Regions from separate parts of the Mus musculus genome. Here region 1 is linked to region 2. The links are chromatin contacts, called in public Hi-C maps. All regions are on one chromosome and are shown on one strand. Each heading gives the region's core, a stretch centred on a gene start, on an enhancer-like site or on the middle of the called end of the contact. The rest is flanking DNA. Distances are from core to core; before and after follow the strand shown.

What was found. A called contact is a pair of places that touch in the nucleus more often than the background predicts.
Region 1: a Hi-C map of rod photoreceptor shows a contact between it and region 2, with 2.9 times the contacts expected there. The contact joins two enhancer-like sites. A contact is called at or near these places in 2 of 39 promoter capture datasets (cranial neural crest and neural stem cells), 1 of 15 datasets of contacts at CTCF or cohesin (the G1E-ER4 cell line), 30 of 484 Hi-C or Micro-C datasets (the AML12 cell line, the HL-1 cell line, the HPC-7 cell line and 20 more) and 3 of 115 datasets of contacts at active chromatin or transcription factors (astrocytes and embryonic stem cells).

The regions. Positions count from the first base shown.
Region 1 is chr13:81,651,288-81,654,732 of GRCm38.p6, reverse strand. No RefSeq gene overlaps it. Among named protein-coding and RNA genes, the nearest start is that of Lysmd3, 4.8 kb to the left of the region's middle. Within about 2 kb of position 1,947, at least 2 of the 459 cell types and tissues checked have an H3K27ac peak or open chromatin away from gene starts, as enhancers often do. A contact at or near this core is called in rod photoreceptor, where this site is marked.
Region 2 is chr13:81,525,778-81,529,468 of GRCm38.p6, reverse strand. Adgrv1 (adhesion G protein-coupled receptor V1) reads left to right here. Exons shown (of 90, transcript NM_054053.4): 28 at 411-1,020. Among named protein-coding and RNA genes, the nearest start is that of Adgrv1, 110 kb to the left of the region's middle. Within about 2 kb of position 1,803, at least 3 of the 459 cell types and tissues checked have an H3K27ac peak or open chromatin away from gene starts, as enhancers often do. A contact at or near this core is called in rod photoreceptor, where this site is marked.

The DNA.
Region 1 (3,445 bases), core at 698-3,197, 130 kb before region 2:
ATACTGTTATACATTAAAGAAATGATGAAACTAATTTCAAATTGGATTAGGGAGTGAAATTTAAAAAGCCTTCAGTTGTAATTTATATATAGAAAATATTACCGCTTCTCTTCTTGAGACCTTTGCTGGTAGAAAATAAGCCACTGCTTGCTTTAGATGTTATGCTGTTGTGGTAGATAGACTTGCCTCTCACCCTATAGTTTTAAACATGGTGATTATAGTAATCACAGTTTTGTTATACATATAGATGAAAGAAGAGCCAAATATATCGTGGGGATATAGAGATGCTTATAAACACTTGTAAGTCATTTAGGGAGATTAAATATGACTCAAAAATAACCCGCTCCAATGTCTCGAGCTATCTAGATTTTATTAGATAAAAACTAGTCTTGCAAATACTATTTTAAGGTAGGCAGTAGAGATAGATAGGAAGTTATATGCTTATAATTAAGTAGGTCACCTATTAAAATACTTTTTTTTTTCTAATGGTCTTTATAAGAACTATGTTCACACAGGTAAATCATAAATTAATTCTCCAAGATTCTATAGCATACTTGACTGTGGACCTACTCTTCCCAGTGCTTAGCTAAGATGGTTAGAAAGAATTCAGTCTACGCCAATGGAAAAAAAAAAGATATTTCTGTCTCTGAAACTGGTTGAGGACAAAGGTGAAGGCAGAGTGTGATCACTCGGAAAAACAGAAGTATTCAAAAGAGAATGCAAAGGTGGCTGTCTTTCACTGCTGTGAAGAGACTTCATGACCAAAGCAGCTCTTATAAGGGACAACATTTAATTGGGACTGGCTTACAGGTTCAGAGGTTCAGTCCATTTTTCATCAAGGCAGGAGCATGGTAGCATCTAAGCAAGCCTGGCACTGGAGGATCTGAGAGTTCTATATCTTCTTCTGACGGCAGACAGGAGAAAATTGGCTTCCAGGCAGTTAGGAGGAAACTGTCTCAAAGCCCACCTCCACAGTGACACACTTCCTCCAATAGGCCACACCTATTCCAACAGGACTGCATCTCCTAAGAGTGCTATTCTCTGGGCCAAGCATATTCATACCACCACGGTGATCATCTAGCCAGAGTTTCTAGGGTTTAAGTGCTACAGTAGCACAGCCAAGAAAGTTAGGGGTAGGTAAGCATCATCTTTGTCTACCTATGCAGACCTCTCATCTCCAGGGCCTGGTATCTGAATACCTGAAAGAATGGGGCAGACTACAGTCTATTACTGTAGACAACCTTACTTCAGTTTCAATGTACTTATACATGAATAACAAAGCAAGCAACGATCCAAGGAAAGTCATTTGTATTCAGAAAAACATAATCAGAAAAATGTATAAATAAACCCTAGTAAACACATACTAAATATTAACAGGACAGGCCTTTCCCAGAACGTTCTTAAGACATACCAATTTAAATACAACTGTCTGGCACACACTATAGATTATATCTGAGAAAGCTCAAAAGCAAGGTAGAAGGCCACACCCAGATTCAGGGTCCACTGACCAGACTGGCATCTATAGCTATGTTCTAACGTCCAACAAGAATAAACACGTCTTATGAATCGAATATAAATGTTTGTCACAGGAGACACAAAATTGTGCCCAAGAACAATCCAGGGAACAGAAAGGACTGGCTACCCCCCCCCCCCCAGTCTCTCTCACAGTTCCCCAAAGCATTGTTCACCATGTCACTTTTGACCATGTTCCAATAGGTAAGCCCATCTTTTTTTTAAAAGAAAGGGGGAAAATGCAAACAACATATTATTCTGGTCTAAGGCTTCCCAGGTTGACACTGCTTCTGTTGACAGCCCTTACTAAGAATCTTTGAGAAATTCCAAAGCAACATTTAAAGTTTCCCTGCTCATATTAAGAATTATACACTGACTGGCAGTACTGGCCTATAATCCTAGCTACACAGAGGGTTGAAGCAGGAAGATTAAAAGTTCAAGGATATTCTGCACTGGGGGTAGGATGGTGATTAGGATGTACAAAGGACAAGTTGAGCTATTTAAAAACACTCTACCCCCAAAACATTAAAAATTACCTGGGTATGGCTGGGTATATCCATGTCTGTAATGGATAGCTTTGGCTAGTATGGGTGAGACCCTAAGGTCCTTGCCCAGTACGAATAAAAACAAAGAGAGAGAGAGAGGAGGAAGGGAGAAAAGAAAAAAGAGGAGAAGAAGGACATCTTCATTCTGAGAGCTGTTGGACGAACAACAAAGACGCCAGCTCTGCTGGAGTAGTTTGTGCTGGAGTAGTTTGCCCTTGAGAAAGGCAGGAGATGAGCCAAATTGTTCAACTCTTAAGCCACTGCAAAATAATGGGCTTTTCCCCTCATCGAGCCAAAATAAAACGGAAGGATTATTCTGGAAGGAAAGATCATCACTTCCCTTTTAAAGGGATCCCTTAGGAGTGAAGTAGAAACTGGGAAATCATTAAGACCATTGAAGTGACCAGGACAAGACATGTTGACTTGAACCACAGAGGAGCACCAACCACTAAATCTGTTTGGATTAAAACCACTTGATTTAAATTCTTTTTCAAAGCCTCCTGTTTTATGAGAGTACTTAACCTTGGTCCTTAATATATCGTTTCAAAGTTCTTTCTTGCCAACATTGACAGTGACTCTGTACTTAGGTTTTCTTTTCACTAATGATTCTAAATAAAGCAGATTACTGCTGAAGCAAGGGTTGGGTCTGAGTCAACTTTTCTGTCTCCCTTCCTACCACGTTTTCTATTATTTGCAGTAGAACTTGAGCTGAAATCCTCCTGGTTTCCCAAGCTTTAATCCTATCTGGCTTCTAAATCCGCTCAGAATTATTTGAAGCAAAGCATGGCCACTGACTTCAAAGCATGTAACACTTAGTTGGGTGAAACAAGAGTAGAGAAAGTGGCCCTCTTTCCACTCAGAACAGTGTGTTAGAGCAAACCCCAGAAACAATGTGCTAAGAGAAAAACCAGAAACTCATTTCTTTGTTGTTTTCAAAATGGCTTACTTTCTTTAGAGTTTTTTTTAATTATTATTTTAATTTGCACATCTGTTATTTAAGGGGGATTCTATTAGTGTTAATTGAAATTTGATTCATGTCCCTGTCATTACTCTGTCCTTAAGATCATATGGCAGATTTAGCTCGGCATTCCACAAATAAGTGTTCAGTTTACAAAGATGAATAAATACTGTCTTTTAAATCATGTCTTTGAAAGATGAACTTTTAGTATATCAGCCCTCTAGAAAAATGCCCTTTGGTGTTATTCTTACCTTTGCTGGAATCATAAAATTTATTATCATGTTAAAAAAATGATTCTTTCTGTGAAAATATTATTGCTTGGTAGTCAAAGCCATAAAAAAAAAAAAACAATCCATAGTCTGTAAAATAGTGAAACTAGCTCTTTCTTCTTCTTCTTCTTCTTCCTCCTCTTCTTCCTCTTCTTCCTCTT
Region 2 (3,691 bases), core at 554-3,053:
CTGTTTTTTACAGTGGAGGATGCCTCTTTTTCAATAAGTATAAAGAGTATTTCTTATGTGTGAATAAATATAATAAATTACCTTACCATTCATGTTTGATCTCATATATATATGTATGTATATATATGTATATACATATATCACCCGTGGTTTACTTGGAAGCTGAATATTTTGCTTCTAGTTTGTGATTTTCGACCTGTTGTCACTTTTTATATGCTGTCAACTCAGGGTAGGTTGTGTACGGCTGCTACCTTCAATAGTTTTATACTCTTAAAAACTTAGAAAATTAAAATAAAAGGTAAAAAAACAAGTTAAAGAAGACTTGGAATTTACTCTGGCACTACCATTATATACTAGCATTCTTAAGTCAGTGTGCCAGTTTCTCTTTTAAAATCTCAACTATTTCACAGGTTACACGGACTCGGGGAGCCCTGTCTGCAGTGACTTTGCAATGGAAGGTAGACTCGGACCTGGATGGGGATCTCGCCATTACATCTGGCAACATCACATTTGAGACTGGGCAGAGGATTGCTTCCATCACTGTGGAGATACTGTCAGATGAAGAGCCAGAGCTAGACAAGGCACTCACCGTGTCGATCCTCAACGTGTCCAGTGGCTCCTTGGGAGTTCTTACAAATGCCACATTGACAATTTTGGCTAGTGATGATCCTTATGGGGTCTTTATTTTTCCTAACAAAACTAGACCTTTGAGTGTTGAAGAAGCAACCCAGAATGTCACATTATCGATAATAAGGTTGAAAGGCCTCATGGGAGAAGTTGCAGTCTCATATGCAACCATAGATGATATGGAAAAGCCACCGTATTTCCCACCTAATTTAGCTAGAGCAACTCAAGGAGGAGATTACATATCAGCATCTGGATTGGCTCTTTTCAGAGCTAATCAGACTGAGGCAACAATCACTATTTCAATCCTAGATGATGCTGAACCAGAACGCTCAGAATCTGTGTTCATTGAACTTTTCAATTCCTCTTTAGTAGACAAAGTACAGAATCGCCCAAGTAAGTATCCATTAATGTGTTATTATTGTTAGAGAGATAACATATGGAAGTGAAAACCCAAAGTTTTCTATAACAGAAAAATCTATAAGGAAGGTAAGATTAAAGGTAAGTCAAGCTACCTTTAAATGATTTTCTTTATTTTATTTGCTCATGTGTGCTTGATGGCATGCATGCTAAATGCATGTAACCTGAGGATGCCAGAAGAGGCCACCATATCTCTTGGAACTTGACTTACAGCTGGTTGTGAGCTGCCCGCTGTGGATGCTTGGACCTATATTCAGGTCTTTTGCAAGAGCAGCAAGTGTTCTTAACCACCGAACTATCTCTTTAGCTCCAAGTATCTCTGAAAGCAATACTTCGTAAATGGTTTTCTTTAAGACAACTGGAAATCAGGCGTGTATTTTTCCTTAGAAATCATACTTTAAAAAGACACGCATGCCCCCAAAGTATTTTAAAAACTTGTGTGTAATAATTATATAACTGACTCCAGTGCCGTTTTGTTGCTTAGAACTAATTCTGCAGTCAGTGCGAAGTGTCCATACATAGCTCCATGTAAAGTGGCACCACAGTGAGCCACCTTATGTTGGTACACCTCTAACAGATTTTCTAATCGAAAGATGTGTATAAGGTGAAGAGATAGGGCTGTGCACCTGTAAGAACTGAGTTTGTGGAGTTACAAGCAATGGGATGTAAGGTTTGAAGATCCGCAGCCTATAATATACTGCCATACGGATTAAGATCTCTTGTCAGCAAGTTTGTTCACCTTTCCGGGGTTAAGACTATAATAAGGTGACAACGGCCTTACTAATTACAGACAAGGATTACAGAAGGCAATTTATGGTTGCTGACATGAAGTCTTCAGGTTAACAGCTTTTTTCTGAAACATCTTTGCTCTTTTATAAAGATAGATTTAGGATCAGTTGTGACAGCAAAGAAGTTGAAATAGAACTCAACAATTAGTCTTTTAATGTAAGAATTATTGAGCACATATTGTTATTCGACCAGTTTACAACTTGCTGAGATTGCAATAAAACTAAATGGCTGACTGCACATAACAGTGGTGTGGATTTGGCCCATACTGAAGTCGGGTAACCTCATTTCAATGTAGAATGATAAGTTGTTGGAAGTAATCTTCGAAAGTTCCCTTTTCCTTATATAATTATGAAATAATAGAAATGTAAATAAATTTTATTCATAATGTGGATATATTAGGGGACCACAAGTGGTGACAGATGTAAAAGTACTTTGGCATCTGCTCTACTGTAAGCATTCAGTAGTAGAGCAGTCATTAGTAGGCTGGCATGTGTGCAGAACCTTCGTGCTGTTGGGATGTCAGTGTGCCATTTGTGGACCATTAAAGAGCAGCTGTTATGCAGGCTAAAGGGCAAAAGCAAGCATAGCCACGGGGCCCAGGGGAGGAGAAGGCAAGACAGACTCAGATTATGATAGACAAAAACTAGTGTAAGGTCTGGTAAACCTTCACTACTTTGAATGTAGTCACCAAGTTTTGTGAACGGTAGTAGTATGAGAAGACTTTTCAGAGGAGGGTGCCCACCTGTGGATAACCACAGGCATTACACATGGCTCGCTGAGAACTGTACAGTGAAGGGGGATGTGAAGTTTTATAGTTTATTTCTTGGTTATGTCTGACAGGTATTAATATAAGATCACAGATTATTTTATTAACCCCTTTGTGGCATTAAGTCCTTATCTGTAGAAACGTGTGTTTGTGTATATGTATACATGTAATCCATATATATTACTTATATATACAAATATATACAATATATTGTGTTTTCTGTCAATGTGACACAAGCTGCAGTCATCTGAGAGAAGCTCAGTTGAGAAGATGCCTCCATAAGATCTGGGTGTAAGGTTTTTTCTTAATTAATGATAGATGGGGGAGGGCCCAGCCCATTGTGCTTGGTGCTGTCCCTAGGCTGGTGGTCCTGGGTTCTATAAGAAAGCGGGCTGAGCAAGCCATGAGGTGCAAGGTAAGCAGCGCCCCTCCATGGCCTCTGCATCAGCTCCAGCTTCCAGGTTCCCAACAGCTTTGAGTTCCTGCAGTGGCTTCCCTTAAATGGATTATGCCTAGGGGTGCATAAGCCAACTAAACCTCAAGTTGTTTTTGTTTGTGGTGTTTAATCACAGCAACTGTAACTCTAAACAACACATGTATTCAAGTCAAATATATCAGCAGATAAATAGAAAAAAAGACATGTGCATATTAATTGCACAAAGAATGGAATTGTGTTTGCAACAAAATAGATGGAACTGGCAGATACTATGATTGAAATAAGCCATGCACAGAAAGATAAGCATTGCAACTTCTTATGTAGAAGCTTAGAAAGTTTGTTCCAAAGAACATATCAGAACAGTGGTTATTACTAAGTGCTAAGAAACGCAGGAGGAGGGAGAGAGAGGACGGCTGCATAGCAGGCATCCAAGTAAGATGAGGGAATGAGCTCCCATGTGGGCCACACAGACAGGGGAAGAGTGTTCGAAGCTGCACTTAGGCTCTGGGTTCGAGGACCTTCCTACTCAATTTTGTGTTAGAATTCTGTTTAACAATGGCACAACAGTGACCTAATTATGATAGTGTAACTGTAGGCTCTTAATATCTGATTAATGCTACATAACTTGATAATTAATTACACTTGGATCATCAATT